Regions from separate parts of the Gossypium hirsutum genome. Here region 2 is linked to region 1. A link is a contact called in public Hi-C data. All regions are on one chromosome and are shown on one strand. Each heading gives the region's core, a stretch centred on a gene start, on an enhancer-like site or on the middle of the called end of the contact. The rest is flanking DNA. Distances are from core to core; before and after follow the strand shown. Region 1 holds the start of LOC121229408 (NAC transcription factor 56). Region 2 holds the start of LOC107913981 (protein GID8 homolog).

The links. Hi-C and Micro-C count contacts between places; a contact is called where the count stands out from the background.
Region 2: a contact with region 1 is called in a Hi-C map of hypocotyl, with 2.7 times the contacts expected there. The contact joins the promoter of LOC107913981 here to the promoter of LOC121229408 in region 1. A contact is called at or near these places in 3 of 34 Hi-C or Micro-C datasets (hypocotyl and leaf).

The regions. Positions count from the first base shown.
Region 1 is chrA05:16,131,896-16,136,284 of Gossypium_hirsutum_v2.1, reverse strand. LOC121229408 (NAC transcription factor 56) reads right to left here and starts at 2,116. Exons shown (of 3, transcript XM_041113632.1): 1 at 1,781-2,116; 2 at 1,382-1,692; 3 at 485-1,304. The coding sequence starts at 1,970. The coding sequence ends at 774. It overlaps LOC107915254 (alpha-galactosidase), which reads right to left. Exons shown (of 13, transcript XM_016844415.2): 9 at 4,299-4,382; 10 at 4,150-4,214; 11 at 3,970-4,052; 12 at 3,607-3,888; 13 at 3,267-3,531. The coding sequence ends at 3,436.
Region 2 is chrA05:16,289,879-16,294,267 of Gossypium_hirsutum_v2.1, reverse strand. It overlaps LOC107913981 (protein GID8 homolog), which reads right to left and starts at 2,637. Exons shown (of 6, transcript XM_016842677.2): 1 at 2,279-2,637; 2 at 1,833-1,992; 3 at 1,637-1,740; 4 at 934-1,065; 5 at 640-796. The coding sequence starts at 2,281. It overlaps LOC121229410 (a long non-coding RNA gene), which reads left to right. Exons shown (of 2, transcript XR_005927145.1): 2 at 1-382. It also overlaps the pseudogene LOC107915258.

The DNA.
Region 1 (4,389 bases), core at 867-3,366:
AAAAAGCATAAATGATACTTTAATTCAAAAAAGGAAATATTTTTTTAATAGAAATGTCTAAAACTACCAATAGTTCCTCCTCAACCCTTAGATAAGAGGTTATATGTTGAAAAAAACATAAGAAACAAGTACAATTTATTTTATAGATAAAAGTATATGGGATTTGTTTAATATACAATATTATAACCTAGCACTAATATATATACTTTAAATAACAAAAAGGTAAAAAGAAAAGAAAAGCAACATCAAAGCATAAGGAGTTGCACTCAGAATTGTTATTAACTTATTATCTTACAAGAAAAAAGAAGGCATGCATTTGCTTAGACGTCATAGAGTAAGGATTGAAGATGTGGGAATTTAAATCCATTAACTATGAGTTGTACGTTAAACTTCATCAATGCTTTGACGTTGATTGTCAAAGAAATAATGTTATTAACATGAAATGACAAACGAATAAGTCATCAATCTAAATCGACAAGAAGTATTAAACATCCAAGGTTCTCTTCAGTTTTCATTTCGAATGTGTATTTTGAGATTTTTTCTTTTTTTTGTAAACATCAAATAATTGCAGAGGATACCCAACCGCCATTAATAGTTATATCCCCCGACGAAATTATTATTTCTCTAGTATTATATATAATGCATATACAATAATTCGCCTATGTAGTACCAAAAGAATACGTTTTTCTTACCCCTGCTGGAATCATTTCACACAATATATGAGTACCGAGAATTATTAAATTAGTTATAGTTACAGTTGCTTCCAAAACATTCTAGGAACCAGGGAGTATAAACTGTTGCCGTGAAACCCCATCGCCAAGGGATCCAACCATGCTTCCAGGGTAAAACGGAGTGTTTTGAGGTAGTTGATTCAGCAAAGAAACAAACGAATTGGTATCATCAATATTGCCACCTCTGCTACTACAATTTATATCACCCTGTTGGAACCTTTTCCCCGACTGTGAACCTGTTGAGCTTGGTTCGTTCCAGTACTGAGGAGGAAGCGTTCGTTTAACGGGAAACGCCATGGGAAGATTTTGCTTCGAGCTCGACGACACTGCTAGTTGCGAAATATTGGAACTGCTTCGCATCCCTTCGGTTAATATCCCTTCAAAGAAATTATCTTCATGTTGTAGCAGTGAACCATAACTTGTAGCTTTTGATGTAAGAGCGTTTAGATTTTGATGGCTAGAAGTTGGCAGTTGTGTTGCCAGCATGCCCTCCATGGTGTACTCTTTGTCTGTCTCCATAGGTCTCTGGGTATTGTTCTTCTTGTAAATCCGGCATAAGACCCAATCATCAAGCTGAAAACAACGCACTGTATGAATATGGATCTTTAGTTCTATGGAACTTTTAACGGATGGGATAACCCTATACATACCCGTAAAGAAGCTTTCCTGTTGGGAAGATCAACAATTTGAGGTTTGGAAGTGGATGAGTTGTTGTCGATGAGGCGATATTCATGCATGATCCAATTCGTTTTAATCCCTTTGGGAGGCTTACCTCTATAGAACACTAGAGCCTTTTTAACCCCAACCTTTTGATTTCCATTTGAAGTTACAATCGGCTTATCGGTCCCAGTGGCTTTCCAATAACCAGAAGTTGCAGCTCTATTAGGCCTCGCTCCATTCGGATATTTCCTGTCTCTAGGACTAAAAAAATACCATTCTTGCTCACCGAAAGTTGCCTTACCTACAAAAGTTATACTACAATTCAAAGACTAGTACTTGATGGATGTAAACATGGTCAAATATAAATTTTCGTATATGCATATATGTACTTGGCAGCTCCCATGGATCAAACTTGTAAAGATCAACTTCAGCTATGATTGTAACAGGCAGAGGAGCAGAGGCGGCCTTCTTTTTGAGGTAGTGAACAACCAGCTCTTCGTCGGTCGGGTGGAATCGGAACCCCGGTGGGAGTTGCGGGTGCGCCGACGCCGACGCCGACGATGAATCTGTGCTCTCCATTATTTCGCTGGTCAGCTTTGGTTCAATCTTATATTCCCAGTTCTCATGAATTTACGGAGTTGAAGAGTATTGAGCCTAAGGTAGATGGAAATTTAAAAAAAAAAAAATTGAGAAATTAAGAGATACGTTGATGACTTGATGTTATAAGGGGGAAGGGTGGAGAGGGAGTGGCTGGCTTGCTGGCTGTTGGGCTCATATGGAGCCAAGTGGACACCGCTGATCTGATGACACATGGCACATAAGATTGGAGACACGTGGTGGGATAGGTGGTGGGGACCACCATAAGCGAGGAAAAAGCAGGAAAATTGGGAAGGGGGGGCAGGTTTCTAGGGTCGCAGGTTTGGAACTGCCTGTTACGCTTTCCATGTCATGCTTTTCTTATGTGTGATACTATCGCTTCTGTCCCTAAAACTAATTTCAAGAGAAAAAGGAAGAGTGTAAGGTGTGCAAGCATTAATTTTTTTTTTTTGACCCTTACAAATATTTTTTTCATAAAAGCTCAATTTTATTTCTTTTCATAGATCTATGTTAAAAGTCCCCTGATATGCATAATTAAACAGCTTACTTTTAATGTTTTATTTTGACAACATTTTTGCTTGTAAATTAGGAAGAAGAGTATGCTTTAAAAAAAAAACCCCTTTTTCTTTTAACTTGGAGAAGAGGCATAAATCCATGGAACAAGGGGCGTTTCTGACCCGGCAGCTTTCCATAATTTCCTTGCATGTAATCCATTAGAATATACATGTAATTTACATATATAGATAACAGAGAGGTTGCTTTCCTTGATAGTGCTTTGTCTTTTGGATTTTATTATTTACTGGTCATACTACAGCCTTCATAAATTTACATCCTTTTATCTGCTTCAAAATGCAGTGCCAATCAGTTGAACGTTACTTTCAATAATATGGATGATACGCTGTCACCAAATACCAAAAAACACGAGGGAAATGCATGAGAAAAAAAGGAATTGACCCTCCATGCCCAAAGTAAAAGTGCCGCAATTTGCTAGGAGGTTGGTTTCTAGTAAGTCAAAACTTATAAATAAAAATGATATAAGCTGGTCAAGTTTCAGCAATAAAATTCTTTGAATTTCAGTCTCAGCAACATGGAGCTGCTGGCATACTATTTCATGGAATAGGTCAAGTCTTACAAAGCAAGTTTTAAAGGCAACCACCGATTTTACCAGAGCCAAGTAACTTGCTTTTCGGGTAACAGCACGTTGGTTTATATAGCTGACAAGATCATATACTTTGTTCATATCACAAGACATCGAATTAAAATCGATTCATCATACCCTGACTCAAATATAATTGAATTTTATTTGCTTCAGATGAAATCATTTATTTTGCATTTACTAGATTCTCCCTCAACACTCAATAAGGAAAAAAAAAGATCCAAAGGGGGCTATGCACAAAAATAAAAAATGCTAAACTATCCTAAAAGTTCAATAAAATGATAGCCTCCTTCAACTTTGGAGTGGTGTCAGAACATACATCTTGCAAGCATGAGGAGCTACGGATGCCGTCAATCTATCGCGCTCATTCATGGAAACATATTTGTGCTGCAATACAGATATCATAAATAGTCACAACAGATTCATTTAAAACCTCAAATCAGAGGCAACTCTGAGGCTTACCTTCCAGAAGTCTCTAACAATGGCTGGTGTGTTAGGAGAGAGTCCAAAATCCCTCCACACAGCAGTTATAAGAGCCCTCAATTCGCTTCGGTTCCATAACACTACCACAACCCTGTTGTCTGATAATGGCCCTGCCCATACTCCTAGGCCATCTTTGGATCGTAGTTTCCTCCCTTGAACTCCTAGTGAGTCTTGATTTACTTCTATCACTTCTTTGTTCCCAAGGATTCTTAGGGTCCTGTTGCTTACAGATCGAAGGTCGCATCCAATGAGAAGAGGAGCCTGGAAACACAACATTTACATATACAATCTCAACAGAGTACGTGCAAGGTAGGATATGAAGGCTGCAATGACTAGACAAACCTTCATAAGAGACCAAATACTAAAATGAGACCGGTATTCGTCCATAGTCATCCCTCCGCTGCCCACTTCCAACATATCAGGATCTAATTGAATTAGAATTATGGATTGACTTAGTGAAATAGTATTTAAATTTATCAAAATAAATATTAAAAACAACGGTTAAAATTTAGCAGTTACTACCATTCCACCTGCCAGGTCCAGCATATCTCCCCCAACGGTTGTTTAAATCTGCAATCCAAGTTACACTGAAAAAGAGCAAAAAAGTAAACGATTCAATGGTTGCCATAAATTTTGGATATAAATGAATACATAAATGAAAAGCAATAGACCTTGCAAAGGTATCATTAATATCCCCTGTTGTCCTCCAAGAATGGCCATAGGCACCAGCCCATTTTGCTGGATCTTCTTGTCCCCTAAGGA
Region 2 (4,389 bases), core at 1,388-3,887, 160 kb before region 1:
TACGGAATCCTTTCTGCTTGTAGAAGTCAGAAGGTTATAGGAACAAATGCAAAGACATTTGATGCAAAATTTTTGACATTCTACCCTCAGTGTTAAAGAAATTCTGTAACCAGAGTACATCAAATCATTGATTCCTTCTAAATCTCACAAGAGCACAAAGAGGCTTCTTTGAACAGTATTGAATTGAAGGACAAACAGATAAACGTATATCCAACTAAAAGGAAAACAAAATTTTATTTCTGATACAAGAATCGAAGGATGGCTAATAACAAGCCAAATGATTCGTAAAGAATATCTGGAGCATGCTACACAGTAAATGTATTTACATTCTTCTGTTTTTAGTTGTGGATCAATAAGCAGGTATTAAGGCTAGAGCTGTAAAGAACAAAGTGGATTGTCCACAAAACTGAAAGGTATCTAGAAGAGAAATATGCTTTTAGAATTGAAAGTTCCATTCCATAGACAAAGCATGGAAAATGTATACCAAGTAACTTTCCAAAACAATGTTGCAGGGCCAGCACAGGATGGTCAAGCCTTGTTAATGACTACTTGACTAGGTATACCATCTCACTAATAACCAGTCATCTACTATCCAAAGGTAAATAAATAAAGAACATAAAAGGTAGAAAAAAAGAAAACCTTTTTCATGACTTTGGCTAGTAAGTACGGCAGCATTCACCTCGGTCGCTGTCTTAAGGCGCTGTGATATGTCCAAAAGCTCTCCAACTGGGCAGTTTGAAGTATCTTCAAATACCAGGAGTGAAATGGTCCTCTCCAACTCTTCTAAAAAGCTTTGCTGCAGAAAGCTTTGGCTATCTTAGTTAAATCCACATATTAGTAACAACAGATTAGTGCTGGTTAAAGACACAAAATGATTAGAAACAAATAAGCATGCATAATGAAAGTTCTCATGAATTAATGAAGCAGAGTTACATTTTCTTCTCCCCTAGGAGCAAGCTCCTCTTGAGCAAACTCCAGGGCTTCTTCTACTTTTCCATTCCGAATTAATTCTATCAATCTCTGCTGTTGGAGTTGAAAAAAGAGTTGCGGATTTGTATCCAATATCTGCAAAAACAATGAATTTCAAAATATTAGTGTGACATTATTTTTCTTTACAGCATGTCTCAGAAAATTCTTCATGCCTGAAAAGAATTCCGCTACCCTTTTTGACAGATTTCAAAATTGCTTAACTGGTAACAAATATGGTATCAGTCGATTCAAATCAAAATTGCTAAACATACGAGTACCCGTTTTCAAAATCCAGCTTCTCTCAAAACTATTGCTGATGATGGACATTTAAGAACAACTGATCCTAATAACAGATTTCCTTGTAATTGATATACCTCAGGCTATACCGGGAATCACCCAATATAAAACCCTCTTAATTCATTCTCATTAGTACAAAATTGAAAAACAAAATTAGAACAGTTACATGTCCCCAACTAACTCCCTTTCATATTGCACATTATTCCTTCTATTACATTCAAAAGAAATACTTAGAATTTCATATGGACTACTGAAAGGAAAGGTGTATCATGACAACAACTTGGCAATCTGAAACAGATCCTGTTTTCATTTGAAAAAAATAACTTGTTCTTAGTCACAGAGTTCATCACATCACAATCAAACACTGCACCTCGGGATTTAAATCATTAATTTTCTCGATGGCATCCTCGACATTTCCACATTGCACAGCCTTTTTAACAGCCATGCGATCCGTGATTGTTGCAAGATCGATATCTGCTATTCCACAATAAGGAAAACAAAAAGCATATACATTCAGAAAACCAATAACAGAGCATAAGATAAACAATTTTCGTGCTGTTGGATACGGTGAGTTCCAGATTCCATTCGGAATTTCTCAGCAGCTTCAACATAACCCTCGGTAACAAGAAAATTCATCACCAATTTATTCATATCTTCTTTCCTGATTTTAACATTATTCAACCTCTTCTCCCACTCTTCCCTGGAAATCAGTTTCTTCGAGCTAGCCTGTTAGCAAACAATTCGAAACATAAATACACTCCATCCTCTAAACTACTCCACCAATGTCTCTTATGCTACAATACCAATAAGATTTTGACAATTTAAAACTAAAACAGTAATAGCTAAAGTTAAATTACTCTCTGTCGAGATTAAAAGATTAGATTATTCAACAATACCGAAATGTATAATCTATAAGCTAACTCTTAATATACTTTTGAGCTGCAAATTGAACAAAATTCAAATTCTTGAAAGTGTTCAGAAAAAAGAAAACAACTATAAAATTAAACCATACCATTGTTGTTCAATTTCAGCTGAATTACAATTCAGAACAGTTGTATCAGTGCTTCTTCACCTTCGCTCCTATTTGATTACCCAAACTTTTTCAAGTATCCGTACCCCTTTTTTCTCTTTTGTTTTGCTGCACTACATAATATATACTTCCGGGTTTTTCTCTTTTTTATTTTCCGTTTAAATAATAAAAGAGAGAAAACAAATCGGCTTAGACGGATTGGATCTGAGATTAACCGACATTTCTGAGCTGTGAGATTGGGGCTTTCGATATTTTCAGTCCATTAATTCTGGGTTTTTGGCCCTTCCTCGTTACTTCTTTCTCTAGAGTGACAACCTCTTTTTATCAGGAAAAAAAAAGTAATATTATTGATCTTATCCAGGAAATTGCAAAATATTAATAATAATAATAAACTGAGATGTGTTGATGCGACGAATTAGTAAGGTTGATGTAAGATAATTCTTATTTTGAAGTAGGATTCGTTTTAATAATTTTTTTTCTTTTTATTTGTTTGCAAGTAAAATATTTTTTAAAAAATAATTTCTGAAAAATGATTTACTTTTTTAGTATTTAGATGAATATGTGTAAAATATTGTAATGATTTATTAGATGTATATAATAAGATTGTTTTGTTTATTTCACATAAAGACACAAATACCATATAAGGCACTCATTTGATATAAATATGTTTGGATCATACAGGAATACACTATCAATCAATTAATTACAACTTGTTTAACATTCATCCATAAAATGTTTGGAAATTTCTCTTCTTAATTACATATAATAAGATTAAACATCTTTAAAATAGACTGTGTCAAACCCTCAAAAGTTTGACATTTCGACAATTCAGCTGCTATTTCTGGAACTCCACACTCCATTGCTAACAACAACAACCCAACAGAGTGCGTGTTCCAATCATGCAACTTTTTGTTGTGGCTACGTGTAATCAGCTTATAAGCAACTACTCCCATCTTTATTACCAATGTCATCAGGTCACCTAAGTTATGATATTGTATATGTAGATAAGTAATAGGGAGTTTGCCAATTTCTATTCTATGTTTGATCATCAAAATATTAAGCTATAATCAAATTTGAGACCATAAATGATGCCATGACAAAGAATGAATCACTCAACTTATTTATCATTTATAATAACAGGGTGAATGTCATTCTCAAGCATCTTCTAATTCCTACCAAATTTAAAACTTAAAGAAAATATATAAAATTGATTCATGATGTGAAACATTAGGGCTCTTTCTCAGGAACTGGCTCCAGTTTTGATAAGGTCACCGCTGCTTTTAGACGCTTTTAGACATTCAAAAGATACTGATGCTGCTTGAGTTATGTTTGTTCCTTCATTTGGATTACTGGATTTCTTCGGCCTTAAATCAATATTAAGATAGTCTGTCAAGAACTTTGTCACGCCCATCCCACGCTGAGGAACTTTACTGCTTGAAACAAATGGTGATCTATCACCCTTTGTAGGGGTAGCTAGTTATGCTGGTGAAAAGTTCGGGGTTGAAAAAGCTATTCTATAAGGAGTGCTAGGGAAGGGCACTGAGTAAGGAACCGAAGGCCTCTTCTGACCAATAAGTCCGATCCTGGATAGTGAAGAGAACTGATCTAAATGATTGGTCAAGTCATTCACATAGAGCACATCATCAATACGTGTGATAATGTTGACTGCAAGACTTTCCAAAACTCTCGATGAGCTCTCCAATATGGATTTTCGAACATCCTAATTAACACCATAATGTTCATTTATCAGCATGAATTTTGTAATTAAAAGCATTCATAAGAACAAGTCTCGAATTCAAACCATTGACACAAACCTTGTTGTATTGAATTTTACTCATATCTAAAGTGGTGTGGGGAAGACCGGGGAATAGCTGCTTCAAGCAAAGCAGGAGGCTCTCTGCTTGATCTGCAAGCATTTCTCTTTTGTCAGAATTGATCATTAGGTCCTTCACCAAATCCCATGATGACTTAGAACTGGACTGATTTGTGCTAATAGGTTTGGAGTTTTATTTTTTTCTACCATAAATATATTAAAGGCTCCACTCGATTGGCAATCTCAATAGCTTGATGCTAGGATGGCAAATTAAGGCAAT